2 separate regions of the Gossypium arboreum genome follow, and region 2 is linked to region 1. Evidence: chromatin contacts called from public Hi-C data. All regions are on one chromosome and are shown on one strand. The core of a region is the stretch at or near the end of the contact, and the rest is flanking DNA. Distances in the headings are between cores, read along the strand shown. Region 1 holds the start of LOC108457506. Region 2 holds the start of LOC108464244 (outer envelope pore protein 37, chloroplastic-like).

Evidence for each region. Hi-C and Micro-C count contacts between places; a contact is called where the count stands out from the background.
Region 2: a contact with region 1 is called in a Hi-C map of leaf, with 4 times the contacts expected there. The contact joins the promoter of LOC108464244 here to the promoter of LOC108457506 in region 1. A contact is called at or near these places in 2 of 5 Hi-C or Micro-C datasets (both in leaf).

The regions. Positions count from the first base shown.
Region 1 is chr8:63,235,721-63,242,005 of ASM2569848v2, forward strand. It overlaps LOC108457506, which reads left to right and starts at 3,921. Exons shown (of 8, transcript XM_017756622.2): 1 at 3,921-4,455; 2 at 5,383-5,527; 3 at 5,623-5,791; 4 at 6,160-6,285. The coding sequence starts at 4,305.
Region 2 is chr8:63,670,980-63,676,605 of ASM2569848v2, forward strand. LOC108464244 (outer envelope pore protein 37, chloroplastic-like) reads left to right here and starts at 3,415. Exons shown (of 6, transcript XM_017764431.2): 1 at 3,415-4,109; 2 at 4,572-4,661; 3 at 4,991-5,158; 4 at 5,422-5,516. The coding sequence starts at 3,705.

The sequences.
Region 1 (6,285 bases), core at 2,671-5,170:
TGATGTTACCTTTAACTATGTGTATAATCGACTAAATGGGTAGTTAGTAAGAGTGGTTGCCGAATATACAAACATACATATGCATGTGTAGTTGAGTTATAAATGTTTAGCAAGATGACTAAACTAGTTAATTTATTTATTAAGCCGAGAAGTTAAAGAAGGGAATCAAGCAAGGGCAAAGCCAAGGACATCGAGTAGCCGGGTCGGAACAGTTATACCCAACACAAGGTAAGTCCTTAAGCACTTTTGCTAGAACTCCTTGGATAGATATTTTTCAGAATGATTCCCTTACTTAATAATATGACCATATGTACAATTTGAGTTAAGTAAATTGCTTTACCATGATGAAACAACATAGGGCACTATGTGTGCAAAATTATGTGGCACTATGTGTGCCGATTGGGAGGTTGAAGCATGAGGGAATCTCAAATGCACTATGTGTGCGATTTACTATGGCACTATGTGTGCGAACATAATAAGCATTATGTGTGCAACATTCGGTTGTTGATATAAATTGTGCATGAACGAGGTAAGTGATTGAGCTACTAACTAAATATCGAAATCGAGATTGTGCGGTGTATGCATAAATTTATCTAGTGCATCGTTGTTTCAAACTTGAGGAAATGGATCTAAATCGATTGGGCTGACTTGGCATTTGATTTGATCGAAGGACTTGGCATGAGATCGAACCAAAAATTTAAGAAATTGTAGCATAGTTTGTTATGGTTGGAAAAATTGATTTTGTATTATTTGTTTTTCACTTATGATCGTTATTGTTGGACGGTAGAGTAGTGCTTATGACTTACTGAGTTATGTACTCATTTGGTGTGCTTATTTGTTGCTTATTTAGGTTCTTGATCCATTTTGTGTGCTCGGGACCGTCGTCGAAGCCATCACACCGGCTAGCAACTTTTGGTATCTTCTTTTAGTTGGTCTAGGAGAACATTTCGGCATGTATAGGCTATTATGTTTTGTTGAAATTGGGTATGTAAACTTTAGCCATGCGAAAATGGCATAATGTTTGGTTGGATTTGGTTCTATGATGTTTGGACACAAGTCTCGGTAATTTGGTTTTGGTTGAGTATTGGTCGAGGCCTACTCGATTATTATGCCATATGTCATGGCTGATTATTTTCGGTGTTAAATTCATGATTTGGTAATAGTGTAGTAGGGAGATGCTCGGTGATGATTAACCCTTGGCATGGCTAGTCATGATCATAATTTGTAATATGTATGATGAATTATTAGTTAGATCAAGGAAAAATCATGAAATAGGCATAGTTGCTTTAGTAACAGATGCTGACAGCAGCAGTGATGTAAGATTGAAAAATCACTAAAAATAGTAGAAATGGAATTAAATAATGAATCAATTATTTAATAGAAGCTTGATGAGTCTATTTCCATATGGAAGAAACGAAACTACCATATGAGCTGTATGTTAGGAGATAATTAAATTCTTGTGAAACAGGGCCAGAGCGATTTCTGGATCCCCTGTTTCGACTTAGAAAATTCACCGTAAATTTTATCGAGATAATTAGAAGTCGTGCCTTATATGTACAGATTCATTATCGAGTCTAGTTTCATTAGAGACAAACGGCATAGGCATTGAAGCCCTTTACAGGGAGATATTTAAATCGTAAGGTACAGAGGTCAGTGTAGTCGAACCTTGAAACAGGGGAGACTTTAATGAATAAACTGTACTAATTGGCCCAACCAAAAATTCTACAAAAATTCCCCTATATAGATATACGAGTTTAGTTTCGGAAAAAATTTATGGAATTGGATTTCAAGTTCCAGAACTCAAGATATGATTTTTAAGGTGACTATGATACAATTAGCCAGCTTGCCTGGAACAAATAAAAAAATTAAATAATAAATAGGGGGAAATAAATGAAGTAAGCTCGGTAACACCTCGTATTCGATTTCCAGTAACGGCCACAGGATTGGGGTGTTACATCTATGGTAGAGGATCGCCGAAATTTTTTTCTGTTGTGCCATGAGGAGTACCGACAATCCCAACACTAGTTGGCTACGTAGACTCAGGTTATGCATGAGATTTAGACTTAAAGAAGATCCCTCATGGGATATCTTTTTGCTTTTGGCAAATGTTCCATTAGTTGGAAAGCCATGCTTCAAGCCACTGTGGCTTTATCTACTATTGAAGTTGAATATATGACAATCACATAAGTTGTAAAAGAAGTCATTTGGTTGAAAGGTCTATTCGGGGAGTTGGTTAAGAAAAAAGAAGAAACTGTCGTATATTGTGGTAATAGAGTGTCATACATCTCACTAAAGATCAGATGTATCACGAAAGAACAAAGTACATAGACATTCAGTATCACTTTGTTCGAGAAGTGTTGCTCAAAGAGATATTTAGATTTATAAGATTGGTACAAAAAATAATCCAACCGATATGATGACTAAAAGTCTTCCAGTTTCCAAGTTCAATTATTGTTTGGACTTGGTTAGTATCATGCAAACATCAAATTAGGCTTGAGACGGGGCTCGACAAAGAAGACATGGCAAAATACGAGTTAAGGTGGAGATTTGTGAAATGTGCCTCGCATTTTTGGGTTAAACTAAAGTAAAAACAAAGTCAATGATGAAGTCACAACGATACGTCATGACAACGGGTGATGTTGGGACAACACGACGCGAGATGTTGGGACATGGCAACGTGTTCTCCACTAGATCGGGTTTCTTCTCCGAGTTAAACTATGCTATCTTTTCGTAGTTGAAATCTAAGAACTCTAGGGATATTTTAATTATATTAGCGCACAAATTTTAGTTTATAAATAGGGCTTTAGCAACCTTAGAAGAGTTGTTGAAACAACACAATAAAAGAGAGTTTTAAGGGAATTTCATTTCTTAGTCAGAGAGCTTTGTATTATTTAGGGATTAGGGTTTATTTTTCTCCATCATTATACTCTTTTAGTTTATTTTCCGACTAGTGAAGTTTTCTTTGTTGTGGATTTTTATCCTCTTCATCGAAGGAATTTTTTCACTTAAATATTTGTGTCCAATTTTCTCTAACCATTTTTGTTCGTTGTTTAATTTAGGTTTATCCCTAACATCTTTTAACAATTTATAAAAGAACTTTAAAAGTGGCAATAAAAGAATTACAAACATTAAAGCTTTGCTTGGTTGAGAGGAAAGAAAATTGGAAAAATGAAAAATTGAATAGGTAGAAAACTAGAAGGACGGAAAACATAATTATTTTTTCCATATGTGTGTTTAGTATATGTGAAAAATGAAAAGAAAGAAAATAAAATATTTGAAAAATGTATAATTTTGAACTAATATGCAAATCTTTTTCATTTTTCTCTTATTATTTCAATTTGAAATGATTACTTTTTATGCATTAAGATGAAAAATAATATCCGCTACTATTTTTTTTTCTCTCACTTTCTTTCTTACTAAGTAGACCCAAAATTCATTTTTTCCACTTTTCCTTTCCTTTTTTTCTATTCCTCCACATTTTCACCTAAGCACACACTAAACAAGTTAAAAAAATTAAAACATCTGAGGCAACTAGTAATTGAAAATTACTATCTAACTGAACTAAAGCATCCACACATTGAATATTATTTTTCTATTTTCATAGTGGAAATATCAATGGTCTTCTTTTGTTTTTTTTTCATTTGAAATATGAATGGTTAGATCTAATATTTGGCATTGTTATGACAAGACAATGATACGAAAATAAATATCTTCGGTAGGTGGACTCACAATGTAATCTAAAGGCCCACAGACAATTTTGGTAAGGTTAAATGGGTCCACTTCATTTGATCCTCTTTGAAGATCCAAAGCGCATTGTCCATCTGATCTTAACCCACCGACATGTCCTCTTTGTTACTCTTCATATCGGACAACCCACATCCCGCCACGTGTCGGACCTACAACCAAAAGGTCCAGCTAAAAAGTGACCCAAATGTTAAAGGCTCGTCTTTCGCGGTTTTCATCCAATATTTACTCATCCTCACAAGTTCTCTCACACCTCCCACGCTCTCGTCATTGTACCTCACTCTTTTTAATGATTAAATCAAATGTACAACAACTAAGGACACTCCGAAAAGAAGCCACTGAAGCAGAGGCATGTGCAGGAAATAGAAACCGAATATCCATCATCTTTTCTTGCTGGGTATATCTCATATCTAACTCCCTTTTAAAGAACTAAAAAGAATCCAGTGTGCAGAAGACGCATTGCCTTGGGCTTCGGCTTCGGCTTCGGCTTCGGCTTCACAGCATTATTTTATTATCTGCGTCTCTCCTAGTAATTTGCGTAGCAGGGCCAGGCAGCAGCAATGGAGCTGTTCTACTTCGTCGTGTTCGGGGCATTGGGAGCGGTGGTGGCCGCATTAGAGCTAAGCAAGACCAGCAAGGACCGAATCAACACATCCCCTGCTTTCAATTCCTTCAAGAACAATTACCTTCTTGTCTACTCTCTCATGATGGGTAACTAACTACCCTCGTTTTGTTTTACCCAGATCTGATTTCCATTTCTATCTTTGGATCTCACTTTTTTTTTACATTAACATGGATCTGATCTATTGTTGGTGGATTTTTTTTAATGAATTTAGATGCCCATTTCCTAGATTTGCAAGTTTTTGTTATTTTACCCGTTTTGGTGGATAATGTTCTTGTCATTAATGACTACTTTGAACAATACTGTTTCTATTTGCTTTGGAAATGGAAAACGGGATTCATTCATTTGATTTAGCTTGTAAAAGACAAGGAAATAGTACTTGAAAATGACTTCCAATAAGTTGTATGTCGATTTTTAGTCCGTTTCTGTTTTCTGGTTGAGACGATGGATTTGGTTTTTTTTTTTTTTGGTGGGTCGGAGACAGGTCGCTATTGCTTGGGTTCTAGGTCCTCTTATTGATGATGGTCCTGAATAAAAAATTGAGAATTAAGTCTATTTTCTTGGAGCTTGAGTAAAGTCCTACTTCTGCCGAGTTTAGTCTGCCGCTGCCCCATTAAGATTTTTTTTCCTTAGATAGTAAAACTAGCTGAAAGCTAAATAAAGTTGCATTAAACCCTTGAATTAGTTTCTTGGTAATAGAAGGAGTGATGGCGCTTCTAGTTGTCTCCTTGGGATGCAATTGGTCAGTAATTTGACTTATTGTATCAAAATTTGCTGTTAAGCTAGCACTTGACAATACCGTGAAAAAAAAAAAGGTTAGCACTTGAGCAAGTCTTTCTTTGATTAATATGCATCATAAACATGTAGCTTCATTAGTGTAATGCACGATATCTGTTCCGGAGGTATGATCATATCTGTAGTTATGTTTTCTGGTAATTGTGAAAGATTAACATTCTTATATTGTGGTAATTGGGCATATTCTAGCTTGCTGTTCTAATAAATGGTTGTGTCAATAGCTGGAGACTGGCTTCAGGGTCCATATGTTTACTATCTGTACAGTACATATGGATTTGGAAAAGGGGAGATCGGACAGCTTTTTATTGCTGGTTTTGGCTCTTCCATGTTGTTTGGGACAATTGTTGGATCTCTAGCTGACAAACAGTAAGCTTTTACTTTGGCTTCTGTTGTGATATATTGTGCTTTATGGATGAAATGTCTTGTCTTGATACAAAAATACCTTCATTTTTTCAATTCAGGGGCAGGAGGAGGGCGTGCGTTACATACTGCATAACTTACATACTTAGCTGCATTACCAAGCATTCTCCTGAATACAAAGTTTTGATGATAGGTCGTGTTTTGGGAGGTATTGCTACGTCTCTTCTGTTTTCAGCATTTGAGTCATGGCTTGTTGCTGAACATAATAAGGTGAGGCATTTCAACTATCCCCCTTTACTCTTAATGCTTATTAGGTGGACTTATAAACATTATAGATGTATTCTCTTATGACCTTCACCATTATTTCTAGTATTATAGATGCTGTATGTTGCTCCCTGTCAGGTTGTTTCCCAACAGTGTTGAAATACTTAGTTTACATCTATCATAGTGTACATGATACATAGGAATATACTACAATTCTTAAATTTTCCATCATCGTTTCCCCAGATGGTAAAGCACGAACCATCTAGTTCTGTTTATCCACATTCTTCTATGAGCCTTTAGCTCAATTAATGTCAATAGATCCTTTAAATTTAATCATGTTTTGACAATTCTGTTTGTGCTTCTAATCTTTGCAGAGGGGCTTTGAGCAACAATGGTTGTCATTAACATTTTCGAAGGCAATATTTCTTGGCAATGGTCTTATTGCCATTTTGTCTGGGTTGTTTGGGAACCTACTTGTTGGTTCATTGTCCCTTGGACCA
Region 2 (5,626 bases), core at 2,165-4,664, 430 kb after region 1:
TAAGTAGCCATATAGTGCATCTCCCTTAACCCCTTAATGTCACAGCCCTTAATTCGCTAAATCACCACTCCGAACTCCTTAATTTGAAGCCACTGCACTTAAACCATCTTTAAAATTGCCACCCCTACCATCTCTAAACCCTACCGTCGACTCCTCACCCACCTGCCCAAAACTGAAACCACCTTTACCATATCTTCTAACTCTGACGCCAAGAGTCCTTTTGTCGAGCACCATTCCACGAAGTGAATAGTCTATAATAATGGATATATTGCAACATATGTATTGGCAGCAGCAAGCTTATTGGAGATACTAAAAAATACAGGATGACTCAATAAAAGATGCTTTTAAGAAAATATTTCATAACCCATTTGTCTTTTTGCCTGAATTTCAAAACTTTATATTTGAACCATGAACTCCAATGACGAGGAAGGAAGGAGGCTATTTAAGCAAAAACAAGGATGATGAAGTAAAAGATGAGTTGGATTTTGAGGGGTCTGCAAATAAATAAAAAAAGGGGGGAGTCTTGTCTTACTTTATTTTTCTTTTTAGGTATTTTAATTTTTTTAGTTTTAAGTTCCATAAGGATATTTCTATTTCTCGCATAATAAAATAAGAGGGTTAAATCATTAATAAAATTGAACAATTTACAAAATAAGAAGTGTGGCAATAGATATGTACATGTCTAGAATTGGATCTGTCTAGGAAAAGCTTGGTATTTAAGCAGTCAAACTTGACTCACCTCCTTATCCTGGGATACTACCTGGTACAGTATCTATTCACTTCTATATTTTCATTTTCTCTATTGTATTTAATAGTGGGGACATTCTTCATATTCAGTAGAGGGACCAAAAATTTGAATTTTTTTTTTCAGAATTCATTTTTCTCTATCAAGTTATGATTAAGTTATATTTTGCTCAAAATTTTGAATTTTTGTTGATTATGCTAAATTTTAGTATAAATAAAGTTCTATTTTCTCAATAATCATTATGTTAGCTAATTATGACATAAATGTTACTCTTAATAAAGTATGCAAATCTTTGTAGGCTGGAGCTTAAAGGAAGCAAGCATGTTCTTGGAGAATTCCTGGAATTTAAAGGGAAGCAGGAGGATAGCCTGGCTTCGAGGAATATTATTGTGTTTTCACCAAAAAAAAAAAAGAAAGAAAGATTGTTGTAGTCTTAAGTCACATTAATTGAAGTAAATTTTGATTGCTGCTTTTGCTCTTTTTTTTCCTTCTTCATTATGCTTTTTCTATTCTAGTTTTAGCATTTATTCAAAATAGTTAAAGCATTAAAGAAGGAAGCCAAAGAAAATGCATCATTAGCATTTATTTTTTCAGGAATTTTGATTTTTATTTCACATATGAAAAGAATTAATGTTACTAAAATTTAGTAATTTTATGTAAAATTTGAAGGTTTTATTTCACCAAAAGATTGCTATAAATAATTAATTTATTAAAGAGTATACCTTATAATTAAATGTTGTTATAGTGTTATTATAAAAGATAAAATAAAATATAAAAATATGTTTTCTATTAAAATTGACTATTAAAATAAAATGTTATTAGAGAATTATTATATCGTATGTTAAACTCATTTTATATTAAAATAAAATGTGACCTAAGAGAATAGGTTGGAGGCTAGATTAAAGCAAATATATTAAGCATTGAAATATTCTTAATAATAATTTTATATTAATATATTCTTAATAATAATTATATTAAGAATGTTATTAAATTATATATTATTTTATTAAATTGTATTTAATAATAATTATGTTAAAATATGACTAAATTATTTGTTTTATTTTTATTAAAATATATTTAACAATAATCTTATTAAAATTTAATAACAATAATTATCTACCTATAAAAATTTCATTAAGGGTACTTTAGTCATTTAACCATTTTTCCTTATACTATTACAACATCTATTCCATTCAACCAAACACAAGAATTCAATTACAGCTCTATTCCATTCCATTCAATCACTGATTATAGTTCTATTCCATTACAACTCTATTCCATTACAGCTATATTCAATTGCAACCCTATTTCATTACAGTGAACCAAACGTACCCTTATATTTGGATGGAAGTAACAAATGAAAGGAAAGCAAGAGAAAGTTGTTTAACTTGTTTGGATAATTTTTTTTTTTAGGTAAGGAAAAGTTGAGACTCTTGCTTTTTCTCAAAGTGTCAAATTTTTAATTCCCTCAAATTGGTGGGAAAGTTAGAGAAACAAAATCTATAGATTTTTAAGATGTTAAATATCTTTTTTACCCTCCATTTTTACATAATATATCATAAAAATGTTATAATTATAAAAATAATATTATATTCAATTATTTCTTTTCCTTTATCTGGTTTAATCAAATACTAATTTTTTCCTTTTTAATCTAAACATATTCTAAAAGTGCGTTTGGTTCACCAAATCTTAGATTACGGGTATTTAAGATTAATGTAAGATTATCGACGGAGTATAGCATTACTTTGTTTGGTCTATTTGGTTAGAATGTAATATTCATGTGTTTGGTTAACGAAATATAAGATTAATGAAAATTATTTTTTTATGGGTAAATTATAAAAATGGTCACCCAATTATGCATTTCGTTCTGAGCTAAGACTAAATTGACAAATTCTATAAATTTTAAGGGCCATATTGATTTTTTAGAATTATAACTAAAATGAAAAATTTTATAAACATTGAGGGCTAAATTTGTTTAATTTTTTATATTTAGGATCAAATTGATAGAATGTGCAAACATTAAAGGGCTAATTTTGTTACTAACCAATAAAAAAGCCCACATTAGCTCAAAGTAACTAAAATATTTAATTTCGAAAAGTTTAGTGATGAAATAAAAAAAAAATTAATAATCGAGTCATCATTTTTAATGTTTACCCAAAAAAATAATTTTAGCATGGATTTAATGTTCCACACCATTATTTAACAAGAAAAATTTAATGAATAGGTTAATTTGCACATTTTGAAATAATGTATAAGGACAAATTTATCCATTTTTTAATAAAGAAGTCAAAATACAATTCACTCCTAAGTACAAGGGCTTCCCGATACTTTTACCATTCATTTTCCTATAACATTCAACAAACACTTTTTAAAAAATCATTAACCATCAATATAATAAACCACAGTAATTTCAAGATAAAAAGTAATATCAGTATAAAATATTCTTTTTGTCTATAATTTCATATTTCACTTGGAATTTTAGATAACCTAAGAAAATAGTGTACCATTACCACATCTTAACATTGTTGACGAATATAAGATTAGGAAAAGATCAAAATATTAAAAATTCAAATAATGCAATCTCATTAAAACCAAACAACCCAAGTTTTATCTTAAAAAAAGTATAGGGTTAAGGGTTCAATCAGTACATTCTAAAGACATTTAGGTAAAAAGAAAAAAATGGGAGAATGGGGGGGGGGGGGGAAGGGGGCAAATCAGAATGAGAAAATTTAAAAAATGTAGAAATCGAAATAACCGGGTACACAAGCATGCAAAAGACGTCACTCTCTCTCCCAAATATCAATTTCCAAACAAAGCAAAAGCGTAGGTTGACGAAGAGTAACCCTGGCCCCTCGATTTTTTCTGGTAACCAAAGGCCAGAATTTTTAACCCTTTGAATACCATTACCACCCATATACCTTCAATTACACACCCCAAAATCCCTCTCCCAATTTTAGCCATGCTGGACGCTTCTCCTCGAATCCCCAATTACCTTGTCCCGCCCCTGTTACCGCCACCGCCACCGTCCCCTTTGGAGCCGGAGCCTGAGCCACCGCCACCTTCTCCACCACCCACGAAGCCCTACCAGTTTCTCTCTTCGGTATCCTCCCTCAGAGTGACTTCAGAGTTCGATACTGATAGCCGCGTGTTCTTCCACAAGCTGTCTTGTAAGCTCTTCGACAACCTTGCGAAGCTCAAACTCTCCTTCATCAACAACGCCAAACGCGAGATCACGGAGCCCCAGTTGGCGCTATTTTCTAAGTACTTGTCCATATACTACGATCCTGAAGAACAAAATGCCATATTCCGGGGTTACTACAATGTCGGTCCTACGTGGCATTTCAAAGCTGCCATTGATGTTAAGGTTGGTTTTCCTTTCCTTCCAACTCGCGGTTTTGGCTTAGTGGGAGTCATGGTTGGCAATGTCATTGAAAATTGCATAAAATTCAAACCTTTTTTTTATTGTGCATGGAAGATATGAAAGATTGTTTATTATTTGGTTTTCAAGAGAATTTTCGAGTACCGGGCTTTGTATTTGGTGATCGTTTTTCGAGCCTATGAAATTGATAATGGGGTTTCAGAGGAATTTGCTTTCATAAAATGGTCAAGTTGGTAGTCATACTTGAGTCTTGAAGACCTCTCTGAACATCCTTGTGTTGTTTTTTATCTTCAATCCTTTTTTTCGTTGTATTTTTGGGAATGGGGAGTTTATTGTTTTTGACTCCAACTATCATAATTGTTGTTTAAGTGCTGAATAAATATTTCCTTAAAGCCACATATGCCATATCCCCTGAATCTCTCTCTCTCTCTTTTTTTTTTTTCTCAGGCACAACAAGCTGAACTGGCAGTTATTGCAAAACTTGCTGATCCTAGTTATGCTGTTGAAGTGTCATCACCTGTTCCCGATGTTTCATCGGTGAGTTTTGTTTCTCCTGGTGTCTTACTAGTGAAAATCGATTGCTTGGCATTAAGTTATGGACAATTGAGAATCATTTATCATAGAATGACGTGGTAATTCAATTTCAGCAGTTTTTTGTGGTTCTAAGTTGCTTAATGTATGTGGTGTCATACTGTTGTTATTTTCTTTATGCATTATTCAACCCATACTATACTAACTTTTGCATCGCTTAAAACACTTGATTAATGGCAGTCCTCTTGTATTTTATGCCTCCACTCTGATGTTTTTCAACATTGGTCATAGCTGTTTTTCTCTCTTAACTCATCTGAACTTTCCTGTTGCTGCAGCCCAGAGCGACATTTAGATTTCCCATCGGTGAATTTTCATTAGAGGAGAGGGAAGAGGATGACGTACCAAGGTTGTCGATAAATGGAATTGTTAAAGGTCCAATCTTGTATGGGGTAGGTGCCGCACGTTACATGGATGAAGAACTGAAACTAAGATACTCATATAAGGTGGGTTTTTTCCCTCAATGTTTTAGCTTTGTGTTTACAGTCTTGTTTATATACTTGTTCATTGATTGGCTACTCTGGCTTCTATGGGAGATCCATTGGTACACCTAATGTTGAATAACTTAGATGGCTAGGTTTTCAAAATTGGCTGAGGTGGCTGATCACCTTCTTCATAGGAAAATGCTGGGTTGGAAAACATTATGCATGTGTAAATTTTCAAGCTTTTTGAGTGCTTTAGTAGATGGTTTTGATGGTTTTCATTGCAGGATGGGACAATGTCATTTATTCCTAGCATTTCACTACCAACTAATACGGCGTCATTTGCATTCAAGCGACGCTTCAGTCCATCGGATAAATTGAGGTTAGTAGTTACAACTTTATCTTTGTAAATATTGGAATCTGTCATGAATGTGCTTAATAGCTAGAGGTGCCATTTCTTTTGTTTTGCATTATATATATATGGAAACATAT